Linked DNA regions of Rattus norvegicus: region 2 is linked to region 1. A link is a contact called in public Hi-C data. All regions are on one chromosome and are shown on one strand. The core of a region is the stretch at or near the end of the contact, and the rest is flanking DNA. Distances in the headings are between cores, read along the strand shown. Region 1 has its middle 22 kb from the start of Nfkbia. Region 2 holds the start of Ralgapa1 (Ral GTPase activating protein catalytic subunit alpha 1).

Region 1 (3,549 bases), core at 379-2,878:
CAAATGGGGACTCAGGAGCCAGATGCTGTGGTGAAAGCCTGCTAGCTCAAAGAGGCAGAGAAAGCACCCAGATGGCCTTTCTACTCCATCGTCCCCTGAAGGAATGCCTTCTCCATGCACTCTGTAATACCCTTCAACTCTGAACCTCCTTTCAACTTCCTGGGTTTTCTTACATTCACTCCCTGTCAACTGGTTGCTTGCTTCACCTCTTGCCCGAGAGTTGACTTTATTTAATCCTGTTTGCAGAAAGCTCTTGAATTAAAGGTGTGTGCTAGGGCTGAGGGTTTTCCAGCTCACGATCTTGGGGTTCACAATGTGATCAAATATCCCGCAATACCACAGGACCCCACCTACCCCTATACTTCCCCGGGGCAATGATCATACTCCCTAAGCCGTTATTCTCCATAAGACCAACATAGGACCAGGGAAGTAATGAGCTATAAACATACTCGACAGCCAGGAGCTCTGCCCCTCCGCTATGTCTCCAGCCTCTGCATAGACAATACAGAAGGATGTGTATCGTATTGATAGCAGTCGTCTTTGATAAGAACGAGGCTGGTTCTAATCCCTTTACACTTCATCAGACTTTCTTTCAGTAGCAAGGGTAAGATTTGTAACTTACAGAATGGTTTTGTGGAAGACCCTGAGAACAGAGCATGCCAATTCCAGGCCTTAACATCATTCGAGACATCGTAAAGGCCGTGAACAAACCGGAGCTGAAGTCTTTAATGGCCCAGTGGCACCACTGACCAGAAGCAAGACCCCTGCCCACGAGGACCGGGACTCCAAGTTTGGAAGGCTGAGTGGGAGCCAATGTGGAAGGCATGGCGGCTCATGTCTGTAGTCCCAGAACTGGGAGCGAGGGGCTAAGGTAGGAAGAGTACCCTGACTTTGAGGTCACCCTGGGCTACAGAAGACCCAGGGAATCTGACCCCTCCAAGCGCACCAGGCATGAACATGATGGACATATGTATATGCAGGCAAAACATTCATAAACATAAAGTACAATAAATCTAAAAAAAATTAAAAAGCAAAACAATAACAAAACCCTTCAGCTTCTTCATTATCAAAGGCACAGAAGAGAAATTTCTTGTTGGCTGGGCCCATTTTCAGGCACAAACAACGCTTACCTTAATTATTATATTATCTTAATCAGAGAGCCATGCTTTCCCACCAGAGACTCCCGACAAGATCAGGCCTAGCGATGTTCCCTCGCAGAAGGGAACAGGAGGGTCATCTAAGATTCCCAGCCAGCGTATCCCCACTTCCAGATACTCATAATTCTGCCCCAGCTGCACTGAGTGGACTCAGAAGATGCTAAAGTATGTAGAAACAAGGTTAGCTGAAGGGGTGCATCTCTGTAGCTGTGAGGAGATCGCCACTCAGCACTCACCCTGTCTTCAGTGGCGTAACTTGTGGGGGACACCCATGTACCCGTAAGCCCACAAACTGCTTGGTTAGACGTGGGTGGAATCATTGCATTGCTTGGTCACCAGTGCCCTATCTGGGTTAAGCACACACAGGAAAGTTATCACAAGCCAGCTCATCGCTAAATGAAGCTTGTTGACCATCTGGGAGCTGAAAGGGATCAAGAATGCCTAGTTTGTTCCCATATTAGTAATGAAGCTGCCCTCAGCCATGTGATCACCCCACCCCTCACCATGATACAGTCTGCAAGGCTCTAACTGAGTGTATTGTTTGAAAAATCGATTCGAAGAGCAGTTTTGTTTTGTTTTGTTTTTTGTGGGGGGGGGGGGCGCCTGCAGTCCTGTGACAGTCCCACCCCAATCTCCCTTTGGGGAATCTGTGTTGTCAACACTCCACCCCATATAACTCACAGGCTGCAGCAGCTGTGGCAGCATTTTTTCATCCTTGGTTAGTTTTCTACCCCCTCCCCCCACCTCCCTCAGCCTCCTAGTTATGCCAGTTCTTCTTTTGGGAAGGATCCCTCGGGGCTTCATTAATTACTCAATCCAGCCCACGGGTCACCGCTGCTGCTTCAGGGGTCGAGCGAGGTCCTACAGCAGAGACCCAGGAAGGCCATCGGAATGTGGCGCGGAAGAGGGCGCCCACTACCGGCATCCCTGGCAAACTGCACACGACCTGCTAAGCGACAGTTCCAGCAGGTCTCCTGGTCCCTGTAAAGAAGCCATGGCTGTCGTTGGCTTTTACGCGAGGTCCTTATCTCGAGTGTCAAAATCACTTAGCACCGGTGGACTCCAGAACATGAAGGCTAATCCAAAGGAAACCCTTAAAAAAAAATCAGACAAATCTTAAGGTGAGATGCAACGGAGTTGCCTTTTACAGTGACTCCACAAACCAAAGGAATCAATTTTCTGAGAGAATGCAACTGGATTTTAGTAAGAAAGAACTACAGGAAAAACCTAAGATCAAATGCATCACTCGGGAGAACACAAAGCAATTAAGGCAGGAGAGAAAGAGGACGCCGGCTCCAGAGGAAATGGAAGCAGGGCGCTCTTACGCTCTGGATGAACGCAGGCCAGGCCCTCTTCAGAGGAAACGGTTTCATTAACTAAATGGCTTGGAAGCTCTTAACACGGATGAACCAGGGAGAACGTGTTTCTGGGACAGAGAAGGAGAGAGGTTGATTTTTAAAATGGGAACCAAAAATACTTCTTCCAAAACAGAATCTTCTTGTCTATAAACCAGTAAGAAAATTAAAGTAACTCAATAAACAGACCCATGGGCAAAGATTATGAGCGCGCACACACACACACACACACACACATACACACACACACTCACACACACACATACACACACATACACATACATACACACACATATACATACATACACACACATACACATACATACACACATACACACATACACACACATACATACTCACACACACATACACTCAAACACACATACATACACACACATACACACATACACACACATACACACATACACACACATACACTCATACACACACACACATACACACTCTCACACACATATACACACACCCCAAATCACTAAGAGATACTCAACTTCCCTTATAATTAAGCAAATAAAAATTAAGACAATAGTATCATCTTATCAGATTGGTGAACATGTAACAAACTATGCTTGAGGTTGACCAAGGAGCTATAGCCGTAGCTCAGCAGTGACCAGAGTTCAATCCCAGCCCCTGACTGAATAGGCTGGGCAGGCTGAATAAGAGGGTAAGAGAACAACAGCAATGGCCCAAGCCATGGTGATGGTGTAAGCTTTTAATCCCAGCACTAGGAAAGCAGAGGCAGGCAGATCTCTGAGTTCGAGGCCAGCCTGGTCTACAGAGTGAGTTCCAGGACAGCCTGGGCTACCCAGAGAAACCTTGTCTTGAAATAAATAAATAAATGGATGAATAGTGAAACCTTTTGTTTAGATCACTAATTAGCACAACTTTCATTTTAAGGAAATGTTCCAATTTTTACTGAACATTTTGTCCCTGTCCTTTAATTCAACATTTCTGTCTCTAATGTGTTTAATAAGTGTGTGTGTGTGTGTGTGTGTGTGTGTGTGTGTGTGTGTAAACGT
Region 2 (3,441 bases), core at 541-3,040, 370 kb before region 1:
TTATGTAAAACTCTAAAAGAAGGGAGCTGGAGAGATGGCTCAGTGGTTAGGGGAGCATATACTCTTGCAGAGGACCCAAGCTTGATTTGCAGTACCAAGGAGTCTGGGTGGCTCACAACTGCCTGTAAGTACAGCCTCAAATGGCACCAACACTAATGTTTGTGTAGGTGTACACATATGCACATGTACATACACACACAGATTCAAAAAAAAATAAAAATAAATCAGCTCAGTGGTTAAGGACCTAGGATCAATTCCCAGCACCCACCTGGCAACTCACATCTGTGTGTAACTCCAGTTCCAGAAGGCTCTGACCCCATCTTACAGACATACATGCAGGCCAAACACCAAAACAAGCACGCAAACACACTGGACAGTGCTGGCACATGCCTTTAATCTCAGCACTCTGGAGGCAGAAGCAGGTGGATCTCTGAGTTTGAGGCCAGCTTGATCTACAGAGTGACTTCCAGGGCCGCCAGGGCTACACAGAGAAACCCTGTCTTGGAAAACCAAATCAAATCAAAACTAAACAAACAAACAAATAAATCATTTAAAGTCTCTAAAGAAAAAACACAAACAAAACTGTCTAACAAATACGGATTCAGAGTGACGGAAGGCAGATCAGCAGGTGACTGGGCACGAGGGATAGGCAATGACAGAAAAGCCAGAGTCTAGAATTCTGTGGTTATCTCCCTATGTTTTGTCTTGTGTTTGAGACATGGTCTAATGTAGCTGACCTTGACCTTAAATTATGTTTTGCCTCTCAAATCCTGCTACAACACCAGAGCACTACCACACTTAGCTGTTTTAGGCAGTTTTCTTCGGATTTATGCGAGTACTTCACATCCTAAGACAGCCTTCCTTTAAAATCATCCAGATTTCTTAATTTTTCTCTCTAATACATGGTAGGACGCATTTACTTATACAAGATATTTTATTTATGTATGTCTTGTTTTTCAGTGCTGGAGATCACCAGCAAACTGCAGCTCTAGTCATGTGCATGTTAATTTAAAGGAAAAGGATATAACACTCCTACGCATCTCTAAAGTACAGTACATTTTTAACCATTATTTTGCAAAACACAGGAAGAATCCAAATTAGAAAGTGAAATCACTGGTAAGGGTTCAGAGCTGGTATCAAGCTGGCCTTGCACATCTGTTCTGATGTTTAAGTTACTAGGAGAGATCGATTTAAAGAGCGAAGATGAAAGATCTTTTCAACAAAAACTCTAGGAACTGTTGTTTACAAGGAGCCCACAGTAGACAACACCCTCCTAAACTTTCTTGCCCTTCTTCATTAGTGCATACACAGGAAACCAAGCGGTTTCAGAGGCAGAAATGAGTTCACGCTAGCATGACGTCACGAGCACTTGACGTCAGAAGGCGGTTGCCACGGGGACCGTTCGCCACCGACGGCAGAGTCGTGAAACTCCATCACCACACGACTGGATTTTGGCCTCCGCAGGGTTGAAGCTGCTAGAGAAGCTTCAACCTTAAGGGGGCCTCAGGGAGAGAGGAGTGGCGCCGCGGCGGAGCGCTCCATCTCCGCGGCTGTGGGGTCCCGGCCACGGCCTGGGCGGCGGCGGCCGCTCCCCGTCTCCTCGTCGCTGCAGCGCGCGGGGCGGATCCGCCATATTGGAGCCGGGGCTGCAGGTTCCGTGCAGCGGCAGCGCGAGGCGGGCCTGGCCGCGGGGCCCGCGGGGCTGGGGAACGCATGAGCCGCCGCGGCTAGCCTCTTCCCCGCCCACCGCCTGCGCTGGGTCGTCGGGACCCGGCCGGGAGGGGCCGCGGCGGCCGCAGGATGTTCTCTAAGAAGCCGCACGGGGACGTGAAGAAGTCCACCCAGAAGGTGCTGGACACCAAGAAGGACGCGCTGACCCGCCTCAAGCACCTGCGCATCGTCATCGGTGAGGAGAGTAGTGACCCGGGGCACAGCCGCGGCCTCGCTGCCCTGGCCTGTCACCCCGCGAGCTCCGGGGCTCGCCCTCGCGACCTGGCGCGGTCGGGAGTGAGGGCCGGCAGCGCCTCTGCCCACGCGCGGGAGGGCGGACGGTGAGGGAAGGGGGCGGCTTGGCAGTTGGTATAAACCAGTCAGCACCAGCTCGGAGAGATCCACGTTTGAGTTCCTGGTCTGATTCTTTAAAAAAAAAAAAAAAAATGTCAGGCCAGAAACTTAAGTCCTTGATGAGACTTCAGGGACACTTGGTGTGGGTAATGGTGTTTAGAGGGTGTGTTTGCCATGACTGACTACTGCCATCCCCACCCGAGTAGAAAGAAAAGCAGAGTGCTGGCTCGGCCAGTGTAACCCGTAGTCTTTCAAGTTTTTTTGGCAGGTGAGGGCCTGGAGGAAGCAATTACACCTCTTTGGGAAGTGGGTGGTTCCTGAAGCTTGTGGAAAGAACCCCGCCCTACACCCTGTTCTTCATTTGCTGTCCTTTTAGAAGGAAAACTAATGACAGAGAACGAGATTCTCGAGAACTATACAGAATTCAGTTTTCATTAAAAATTTCTTACTCTCCACCATCTTCAACTTGAGTTTCTCTAAAGACCTAAATTTGGGATAAAGTGTTAAACGGGGATTTTTGGATACCTGATCATAGACAACATTGCTAAAGGCCAAACTGTGTACTTATGGGACTTTTGATTCTGTACTTGTTTTTTTGGTTTTGTTGTTGTTTGTTTGTTTGTTTTTTGTTTTTTTTGTTGGGTTTTTTTATGAAGAAATTTGAGGTAAAAAGGAGAGTCATTCAGGGCTTACGTATAGAATAATACGGTAACTGAGGTTAGAGGCCACATGACTGGATTCTAAGTCAAAGTTTATCTTCTCAAGCTGTTTTCCTAACTTCTGCCTATTTTGGAAAGTGACTTATATGTTTAGTGGTGTGTCCTCTGTTTCATGGGTGGACTTCTCTACTGTGTTGTGACTAATACCACTAGTAATACCCAACAATTGTGTTAACTGTCTACAAAGGGTTTCACATGAATTAGTACAATGTAGCTTGACAGTCTGTCTAGAAATAGAGATATTATTGCCGTTTTTAAAAATATAAACGAGCAAGTTGAAGGTAAGCAATGGATGGAGCCAACGGAGACTGAATCCCAAACGAAGCCCAGATTTTCTGTCTCTAATTTTTTTTCAGCCTTCCTACATGTCTGACAGCTAATCTTTATCACAAGTACATGCTCCTATGATATACTGTGAAAGCAATCAGATCCATCTTACCTAAACCTTTTAAATATGGGCGAGGTTTTTAAACATTTTCATTCTGGATGAAGTTTATGAAAAGATATGCTGAGACATACAAAGTCGTTGAACACGTAGATGTATTACAAAATCATGGCAGTTGAAACTTGACACTTGATGCAACCAGACTCTGACTTGCGACAAGCCGTACGTAGACTGCATAATTGCAGAGCTGTAAAGCTCACTTACAGCAGGACA

The links. A called contact is a pair of places that touch in the nucleus more often than the background predicts.
Region 2: a contact with region 1 is called in a Hi-C map of Schwann cells, with 8 times the contacts expected there. The contact joins the promoter of Ralgapa1 here to the enhancer-like site in region 1. A contact is called at or near these places in 10 of 12 Hi-C or Micro-C datasets (the A7r5 cell line, the Rat2 cell line, Schwann cells and 6 more).

What each region holds. Positions count from the first base shown.
Region 1 is chr6:78,617,795-78,621,343 of GRCr8, reverse strand. No RefSeq gene overlaps it. Among named protein-coding and RNA genes, the nearest start is that of Nfkbia, 22 kb to the right of the region's middle. Within about 2 kb of position 1,628, at least 37 of the 93 cell types and tissues checked have an H3K27ac peak or open chromatin away from gene starts, as enhancers often do. A contact at or near this core is called in Schwann cells, where this site is marked.
Region 2 is chr6:78,985,835-78,989,275 of GRCr8, reverse strand. It overlaps Ralgapa1 (Ral GTPase activating protein catalytic subunit alpha 1), which reads left to right and starts at 1,790. Exons shown (of 41, transcript NM_020083.4): 1 at 1,790-1,906. The coding sequence starts at 1,801. It overlaps Ftl1l2 (ferritin light chain 1 like 2), which reads left to right and starts at 2,022. Exons shown (of 2, transcript XM_039113181.2): 1 at 2,022-2,332. It overlaps Mir3593 (microRNA 3593), which reads left to right and starts at 1,431; the gene lies at 1,431-1,521.